Linked DNA regions of Astyanax mexicanus: region 1 is linked to region 2. The links are chromatin contacts, called in public Hi-C maps. All regions are on one chromosome and are shown on one strand. Each heading gives the region's core, a stretch centred on a gene start, on an enhancer-like site or on the middle of the called end of the contact. The rest is flanking DNA. Distances are from core to core; before and after follow the strand shown.

What was found. Hi-C and Micro-C count contacts between places; a contact is called where the count stands out from the background.
Region 1: a Hi-C map of muscle shows a contact between it and region 2, with 16 times the contacts expected there. The contact joins the promoter of tmsb4x here to the enhancer-like site in region 2. A contact is called at or near these places in 2 of 3 Hi-C or Micro-C datasets (both in muscle).

Annotation. Positions count from the first base shown.
Region 1 is chr11:1,412,589-1,416,816 of AstMex3_surface, reverse strand. tmsb4x (thymosin beta 4 X-linked) reads left to right here and starts at 1,974. Exons shown (of 3, transcript XM_007227706.4): 1 at 1,974-2,081; 2 at 2,853-2,965; 3 at 3,202-3,925. The coding sequence starts at 2,866. The coding sequence ends at 3,236.
Region 2 is chr11:1,376,466-1,381,083 of AstMex3_surface, reverse strand. No RefSeq gene overlaps it. Among protein-coding and RNA genes, the nearest start is that of egfl6, 8.7 kb to the right of the region's middle. Within about 2 kb of position 2,738, the one cell type or tissue checked has an H3K27ac peak away from gene starts, as active enhancers do.

The sequences.
Region 1 (4,228 bases), core at 725-3,224, 36 kb before region 2:
AACCAAACTATGAGTTATATGCTGCTGTTGCACTCCTGAATAACAAATATTAAATACTTATGAAGCTTAAACTGTGACACAGAATATATTATCAATATTTAAACAAATACTTTCCTACTTGTTAGTTAGAAACATACAAGTAATACATTAAATAGAAGTTGTTGACTGCATTTGATCCACTAATAAACACCAGTCAAAACTGACCAAGCTCTGGTTATTGCATGTGATCATATATCAGCAACGTTATTTTAATGTATATTTTATATACATATTAATATTAATACGGTCAGACATAATATAGACATAATTCAGACACTCATAGATCATAAGAAGAGAGATCTAAAGTAAGTAAACAGGGTCCAAAAAAGTTTAAGCAACCAAACACAGCAGAAGAAAATAAATGTGCCCCAAATCCGATCTTTTACGTTATGTTCGATCCAGATTGAATAAATGGATAAAAAAGGAAAATAATATAAAGAAAGTAAAAGAAAAAAGGAAAGGAAGGAAAAACAATATAAAGAAAAAAGAAAGAAAAAGAAAATAAAATAAAATAAAAAGAAAGAAAGAAAGAAAGAAAGAAAGAAAGAAAGAAAGAAAGAAAGAAAGAAAGAAAGAAAGAAAGAAAAGAAAAAAGAAAGGGGAAGAAAAGAAAAAAGTAAGGAAAAGAAAAGATAAAAAGGAAAAGAAAAAAGAAAGAAAGTAAAAGAAAAAAGGAATGGAAGGAGAAAATATAAACAAAAAAGAAAGGAAAAGAAAAAAGGAAAAAAGAAAGGAAAATAAAATAAAAAGAGAACACACATAAGTAATACATTAAATAGAAGTTGTTGACTGCATTTGATCCACTAATAAACACCAGTCAAAACTGACCAAGCTCTGGTTATTGCATGTGATCATATATCAGCAACGTTATTTTAATGTATATTTTATATACATATTAATATTAATACGGTCAGACATAATATAGACATAATTCAGACACTCATAGATCATAAGAAGAGAGATCTAAAGTAAACAGGGTCCAAAAAAGTTTAAGCAACCAAACACAGCAGAAGATAAAGAGTAGAGAAGTCAAAAATAAATGTGCCCCAAATCCGATCTTTTACGTTATGTTCGATCCAGATTGAATAAATGGATAAAAAAGGAAAATAATATAAAGAAAGTAAAAGAAAAAAGGAAAGGAAGGAAAAACAATATAAAGAAAAAAGAAAGAAAAAGAAAATAAAATAAAATAAAAAGAAAGAAAGAAAGAAAGAAAGGAAAGAAAGAAAAGAAAAAAGAAAGGGGAAGAAAAGAAAAAAGTAAGGAAAAGAAAAGATAAAAAGGAAAAATAAAGAAAGAAACAGAAAAGAAAAAAGAAAGAAAGTAAAAGAAAAAAGGAATGGAAGGAGAAAATATAAACAAAAAAGAAAGGAAAAGAAAAAAGGAAAAAAGAAAGGAAAAGAAAAAAGGAAAAAAGAAAGGAAAATAAAATAAAAAGAGAACACACATAACTCCTTAATAAAAGTAGCGAAATTTGGAAAATATATTTCTTTTAGCTATGCACAGCATGTTTTATACTAGGTAAATAGAGCTAAAATTCAGTATATTACACATTTTGGCAGTAAAAATAACAACAATAGAGTCCTAAAGTCTATAGTAAAACGTGTATAGTTACACAGTGTTTGTATGAAATAAACATTAAATATAATATTTAATAATGATGTATATCAATCACAGCCTGCAGTACCAGCCGTGGCCACCTGGTGCCGCCGTTCCACAACTTCTCAGCCCGGCAGAGGGCGTTGGCCACACGGCTGTGTTTAGTGATGACGTCGCGTCTTTTTGTGCTAAAAAATCCCTCTGATTAAAAAGCGTTTTCTGCGTTTATTAACGCGAATATGTTTTTACGGAGCTTCTGATGATAAAAACACTTTTTCTGTGCTTTTAATAGAGCAGATATTTCGAAATAAGGAAGAGTGTGACGCAATGCTCCACATTTGCATACAGGGAGTATATAAGCGCGCGCTGGGAGCTGCTGGCGCACAGTGCAGCTGGAGCTCGAGGAGGTTGCATCGTCTGCAGAACCAGCACAACAAACCCTGGTGAGTGCAATGCTTAGTTTATTTTATTATGCTTTTTTATGGCTCAAATACTGTTTATATATGCATGTAAATCTTATCTTTAAAAAAATAAGATATACATATATGAATTTTTAGAATCTCTGCTTTATTTATTTATATATATATATATTTTATATTTTTGTACTTAGTGCATTGCTATACAAAGCAACATTTATCTCCAGTTATTGCTGTTGATTTAATTTTTATCATTTTTATTATGTGATCAGAACAGATTATTGCTGGAATGTTAAAAGTAATGCAGCAGGAGATATTAAAGCATATTGTCAGTATAGACAAAACAATTAGAAGAGTCCTAGAAGGCTCCTTTGTTTGAGAAGCTGTGGAGCTCAGTCCAGCTGTGTAGAAATTAAAAATACACAGCAACAGATGTATACAACTATACAGATATATATATATATATAAAGTGGCCCTCCTCTAAAATCTGTTCAGTTGGCATTGGTAGGGCGGAGGCGGCAGATTGCACCTCCACAGCTGCATTGGCAGATGTGTCCCCAGATGTTGTTGACTTAAAAAAAAGAGACAAAACAGCTCTTTTGTTGTATTCTGGCCTTTTGAGCAGGCCTAACTCATTTATACAGCTGTGGATGGATGTAGAATACTTGTACATACGTAGATGCAAGCCAGTTTTGAAGGTTATGGTTGAGTTTTTATAATAATTAAGGTGAAATGCATCGAGACGCTCAATCGCTCAACCGCTCAACACATGATCTCTTCTGTTCTCTTTTGTTTCAGACCAACCGCAAACATGTCTGACAAACCAAATCTGGAGGAAGTCACCAGCTTCGACAAGACCAAGCTGAAGAAGACAGAGACCCAGGAAAAGAACCCTTTGCCGTCAAAAGAGAGTAAGGAGTGAATTATACATTATTTAGTACAGTAATGCCATTTTTTTTATGCCAAAAATGCACATATTAATAATAATGCATGTGTTTTAGGAACAATAGGTGTGCTTGTATACAGCATATAAATGCGTGTGTGTGTGTGTGTGTGTGCATTAATATATAAATATATATTTGCACCGAAAACATCAAATCCATCCATATTAACGTTTCCATTGTGTTCTGGTTCCTCTTTTTTCCAGCCATCGAACAAGAGAAGCAGGCCGGCTCATCATGAAGCCCCGCGTCGAGACTCCACTATGCACTGTACATTCCACATGGCCTTCTTTTTTCACCTTTTAGCTGTTTAACCTTTTAACGAGAAACGTCAAAAACAAAAAAACTAGACAAAAAACACAATTTGACAAACCTAAGATGCATTCTGATTGGACGAATGTTAAAGAAACGAATCAAAAAGACAAAAAGATGACTGTACAGCCCCTCGTGCCCCGCACCTCCTTCCCTTTTTTAAATGTTGTGTTTGATTAAATATTTAAAAAAGAAAAAAATGTCTGCACCACTGCGAGCGCTGGCGTGCATCCATTCATGTGGCGTGAAAACATACAGATGAAGATGACGATGAGGAAGAGGAGGAAGAAGATGAGGAAGCAGCAGCAGCAGTGTGTGCATGCATGTGTGTGTGTATGTGTGTGTGTGTGTGTGTGAGGAAGCAAAGTTTGGTTTTGGCCTTCGATGCGTGCAGTGGGCGAGAGGAGGCGGGGCCAAGCGTTTGAGTGACACCGTCCAGGGACCTACACATCCACTATCTCGGGCTCGGCCTGGGTCAACTTGTGTCAAATGCTTTTAAGTCATGCAGTGTCTGTTGTTTTTTTAAAAATGTTTATTTTCAAAAGTTTTTTTGTATGAGTTCGAACCTTGGAATGCACAATTTCTTTTTTTATGCAAATAAAAGAAGAGATATATGAATTATGGTGGTGAGTTTTGTCATTTTTAATTCTGGATTGGGTGAATTTGCTCTGAAGAGTCAGTCCCTTAAACTCTGAGAGAGAGTTCATTTAGTACATTTTACTTTATTCGCACATTTGGATTAGAGTAGATTAGATTTTGATAAAAAATGAATAAAAATTAAATGCAGCAATAAATCAAAAATGTTGTAATAGCTTTGTAGCTTTGATAATACTCTAATAATACACTTATAATAATATTGCACGGTTTTGAATTGGCTAATATTTTCCTAGTAAATGATGCAAAGAGCTAAAAAATAATAAT
Region 2 (4,618 bases), core at 1,489-3,988:
AGTGCTAATGTAAATGTTTATTTATCATTTTTATATGCTCTCTGCTTTATCAACTTTTTATGTTTAATTGTGACCACCCATGTCCTTTGTTTGCATGTCAATGCAGAGATTTCAAACTGTAAAAAAAAGCATTGGCAGTAGAGATGAAAAAGTTTGTGTATGTTCATCCCAAACCTGCATATACTGTATGACTGATGTATGGGTTTAAATCAAGAAACTTTCTCATTATCAGATTGTTGTACCTTTAACATTACACAACTTGTTTTCTCGTAATCAGGAATATATTAGTGGTTTTAGTTTGCACACTACATGACTGATCAGAGACACAGGGTCACGAATTACGCAATCTTTCACCAAGAGGAACACACGGCGAGTCCGTCTGCTCTCCAAAAACACATTTCATCATGCAAACACATGTAAGGAATGATACGATGCTATTATGCAGACACAACTTTTTTCCAAAATGGATATCATAGATATAATATGCACAATGCATTTCCTGTACACTGTTCACAATAAATGAAAAGAATATGAATGAAAAAAAGATACACAAGCTGGTTGATATTGTATAATTCATTGGTTCTCACTGCGCTACCTTCCAGGCACAACATCTTTACTCTACAAGTTTTAAGCAATGGTGATCACTTAACAAGCTATTGAACTGTGTCTTTCAGCAATTCACAATGCTTTTTTCAGCCATTTACAAAAAAAAGTCAATTATCATAAAATCAGGGTTAAAGCATGTATTGTGAGCATGCTCTAGAGCTTAGATCGGGCCCAAAAATTCAGGCCAAACCCTTTCCAAGTCTGTGTATGCACTGTCCAAACCCAACCTGGCCCACCCCATGAAGCCTCATTATAAGCTTGAGCCTGAGTGGGGAGTGTCCTAGTCAGTGTTGTTCTGAATTCAGCACCCCCGCCATGAAAAGCACCCTCTCTCAGGAGCATGCACACACGGTCTCTTTTGGTTTACAGCAGAGATAATCCTCTTTAACTTAATTAGAAATATGCGGCAAAAGTCAAGGTCAACTCAGTCACGGTTACACAGATACATAGCGACATAGCATGTGCTCCCGAGAAGGGTGCTTTTCCTGGCGGGGGTGCTTAAATTCGGCACAACAGCGCCATTTTTGTTTACAGGAACGTTGCATCACTGACATTATGTTTTTCTGTGCTCGGGCATGAATCACACGGGCACTGCAGCTCACACTGCATGCATACAGTGCTCGAGTCCAAGTAAACCAAGTGCTCTGTCTGGCCTACCTCTTCAGCAATTTGGAGTGAACACACTATTCGAACAAGCCATGTTTTGGGAGGTACTGCCTAGTGCAAGTGAACCCTAAGTCTATTATAAAAGAGGTACACATTGTTTCTTATGTTTTTTATGATTTTGCCACTTTGCATTAAAAAAAAAAACTGCACAGGAAGTGCTGCTGCATCTGTGTTTCATTCTCTAGAGTCCAGCTGTTACTGCCGGAGGTCATAAAGGGTCAGTAAACCCCCCCCCCCCCTCCTCCCCCTCCCACCCTTTCTCACTTCTCCTTATCCCATCTCCCATCATGATAACTCAGGCCTACACTAAAAAGATTATGCTTAAAGTTTACTTTTAAAATGTTTTGCAACTCTCTGCATTTGCTTTTTGTTAAGTAAACTTAATTTCAGATAAATTGAAGTAACTTCAACTCGGTTTCAAGACTTAAATGTTACAGAGTAAATAAGTGAACTGAACTTCAGTCAATCCTTTCTTTTAGTAAACTTTACTTCATTTCTGCATCCAATATTACCTAATTACAATTACTTAATTTATACAATATTACTGAAATTTAAATAATTTTAGTTAAAACACACATTCAATTATTTACATAATCTCAAAGATTTATGTCTCACTCTATGTCTCAACACATGGATGACATGTAATATGTATTACATGTCATCCATGTGTTGAGACAGCATCATATGTGTTTTAACTAAAAACATTTTTTTTTGTTATGATATATTATGTATCATAGATTATTTGAGTAATATTGTATAAATGAAATAATTGTAATTAGGTCAAATTGTATGCATAAATTAAGTAAAGTTTACTAAAAGAAAGGATGGACTGAAGCTCAGTTCACCTATTTACTCTATGTAAACTGAGTTAAAGTTGCTTAAAATTAGATTAAATTAAATTTACTTTAAAAAAAGCAAATGCAGAAAGTTGGGAAACGTTTTTTAAGTAAATTTTACTCATTATTTTTTTTCAGTGTAGAGCAGTGTTTAGTTTCATCAGAGCTGGAAGATACTGTATCTCTCAGCCCTTTTACATACTGTATCTCTCCTGCTCTCACCCTCGGCCTGTTTTACAGTAAGTGTAGTGAGAATATAGCGCCACACGGTGGGTCGAGAGCTTTGGAGAGCTTTGCTTTGTGTGTTATTTTGTCTCTTTCACAATCCCAACACTCAAAGCTCGCTCTGGCCTCATTAGCACACAACAAATCCATCAGCGCTAGTTCATATGCCGCCCTGTTTCCCTCCCAAGCGCTGCTATCTGCAGAGTTAGCATGCCAGTTTCTGTCATCGCGCTGAACGCGCTCCTACTGAAGAGCAGGATGTGGTTACACGGGGCTTTCGAAATAAATCGCTACCCGTCTTCTTCCTCTCCTTTTATAGGCAAAGGCGTTCAGACGCAGCTCGAGCCGTCTGTCGCTGAAGAGACGTGATAGATAGAGGTCAGCGTGAAAGGGCAGGCCCGCCACTACGCTACGGCCTTAATTACGACAGAATCGGCCACGTTAGAAAAGGAGACGCGGCGAACGTCTCTCCTCGGGAAGCTGCAGTAATTGCTCTCGAGAGGCTCGCCAGCAGAAAAAGCATGGTAAAGAAGAAGAAGAAGGACATCAGAGAGATCTAGACTTTAAATAAAAGAGAGGGAAACAGACAGACAGACAGAGAGAGAAAGCGAGAGAGAGAGAGAAAGTCACAAAGCAGAACTGACAGAACAGAATCGACAGCTCAGGAGATTAAAGACAAAAACAGAAATTCAGGTTCTGCTTTCCCACAGCGAACAATGGCTTCACTTCAGAGACCCACAGACAAAAATAGTGTTTCTGAAACACAGAACACACAAAAAACAAAAAAAACCTTCCCCTGTTGGAAATGACATGCTGGCTTCAGTTTCTAAGCAGCAGAGATGAGTCTCCTCCCTCTTCTTTACTGATCTGAGCTGAGCTTTTGTCTGCAGAGAGCAACAGTACGGGTTCTGCCCAGAATAAAGGATAAGCTGACAGCATCCTCTAGTGGCAGAACTGTTAAAACACCAAAATCCATCAAAAAGCATCATCAGCAGGAGAGAGAAGAGCATGGTACCTCTGTTCAGCTCAGAATATTTTTTTAAAGGCTCGTGTGAAATAATATACTTGGGCCCCAAAAATGGATCCATTGGTTTTCACTATCTTTTTTAATTTATATTTTATTGATTTATAATAATAAAAAAACGCTTATTTTTTTTTTCAACTTAAATTGTCATATCTTGAATGTACATGATGATTTCAAACTAATTCTAATTCTAATACTCAGACCCAACACCAGCACTGATTGGTGGAAACTTCACACTAGACCTCAAGCAGTTTGGACTGTGTGTCTCTCCACTCTTCCTCCAGACTCTGCTCCCTTGATTTCCTTTAAATGAAATGTAAAATTTACTGATGGTCAGTGATGATTTGGAGAGACATGTCTGTCATCTGCTGGTGTTGATCCACTGAGATAGCTAGTTAGCATTAAAACAGGCAATGCAGTTCCAATCGAAATTTAAGCTTGGTCAGCTAAAATCACATATAATCGATTAGCTTAGTGTAGCTTAAAAATTAGCACCCCTTTATTTATTTTAACTTCTAGATTTGGATTGCAGCTTTTAATTCAAATTTTGGTGGCTGTTGCTTTCCTCGGTAGGTATTTCTCTGCTTTGTCAGTAAACCCTAAAAGTACATCTAAAATTAAAACCTGTACACAAGACGCACAACGTGCACACATATCACATATAAGTAGAATTTGACATAGCTAAGCCAAACTAAGCTAAAATTGCTAAGATATATTTTTAGTACTACATAAATCTCAAAACTTGTCCTTTGATTATCTTTCAAGACATCTACAAACCCAAGATATCTAAGAACACGATTTTATTGACTTTATAGAGGTTCTGTGTTTTTCTTCTAAAGTAAGATTTTACAACTGACCATTGGCGAAACCAAAAATTAGGTCCCGAATATGGTTAACACACAAAAAAAACAATCACACTCTAGACTGAACACTGGAAGAGGTGGAGAATGAAAACACTGACCCAGCCTCAGGCTATGTGGAAATCACTGCCGGAGAAGCAGATCCAGTGTCGACTATTAGCGCGTCTAACATTCTCAGGATGTTCAACATGACCCAGCATGGCCAAGACACTCCAGCAGCTTTAGAGAAGAAGCTTCAGAGGATCTAAAGCTTTACAAGACAGCAAGCTGTCTTTATAAAACAATGTACACAGAAAACAACCCCCTACTTATACCTCATTCTGCACTGAGTGAGTGTTTAGGTTGATCCTGGTGATATCTATTATTATGTCTGTCTAGGCTTAAACACTAGAGCTTAGCTG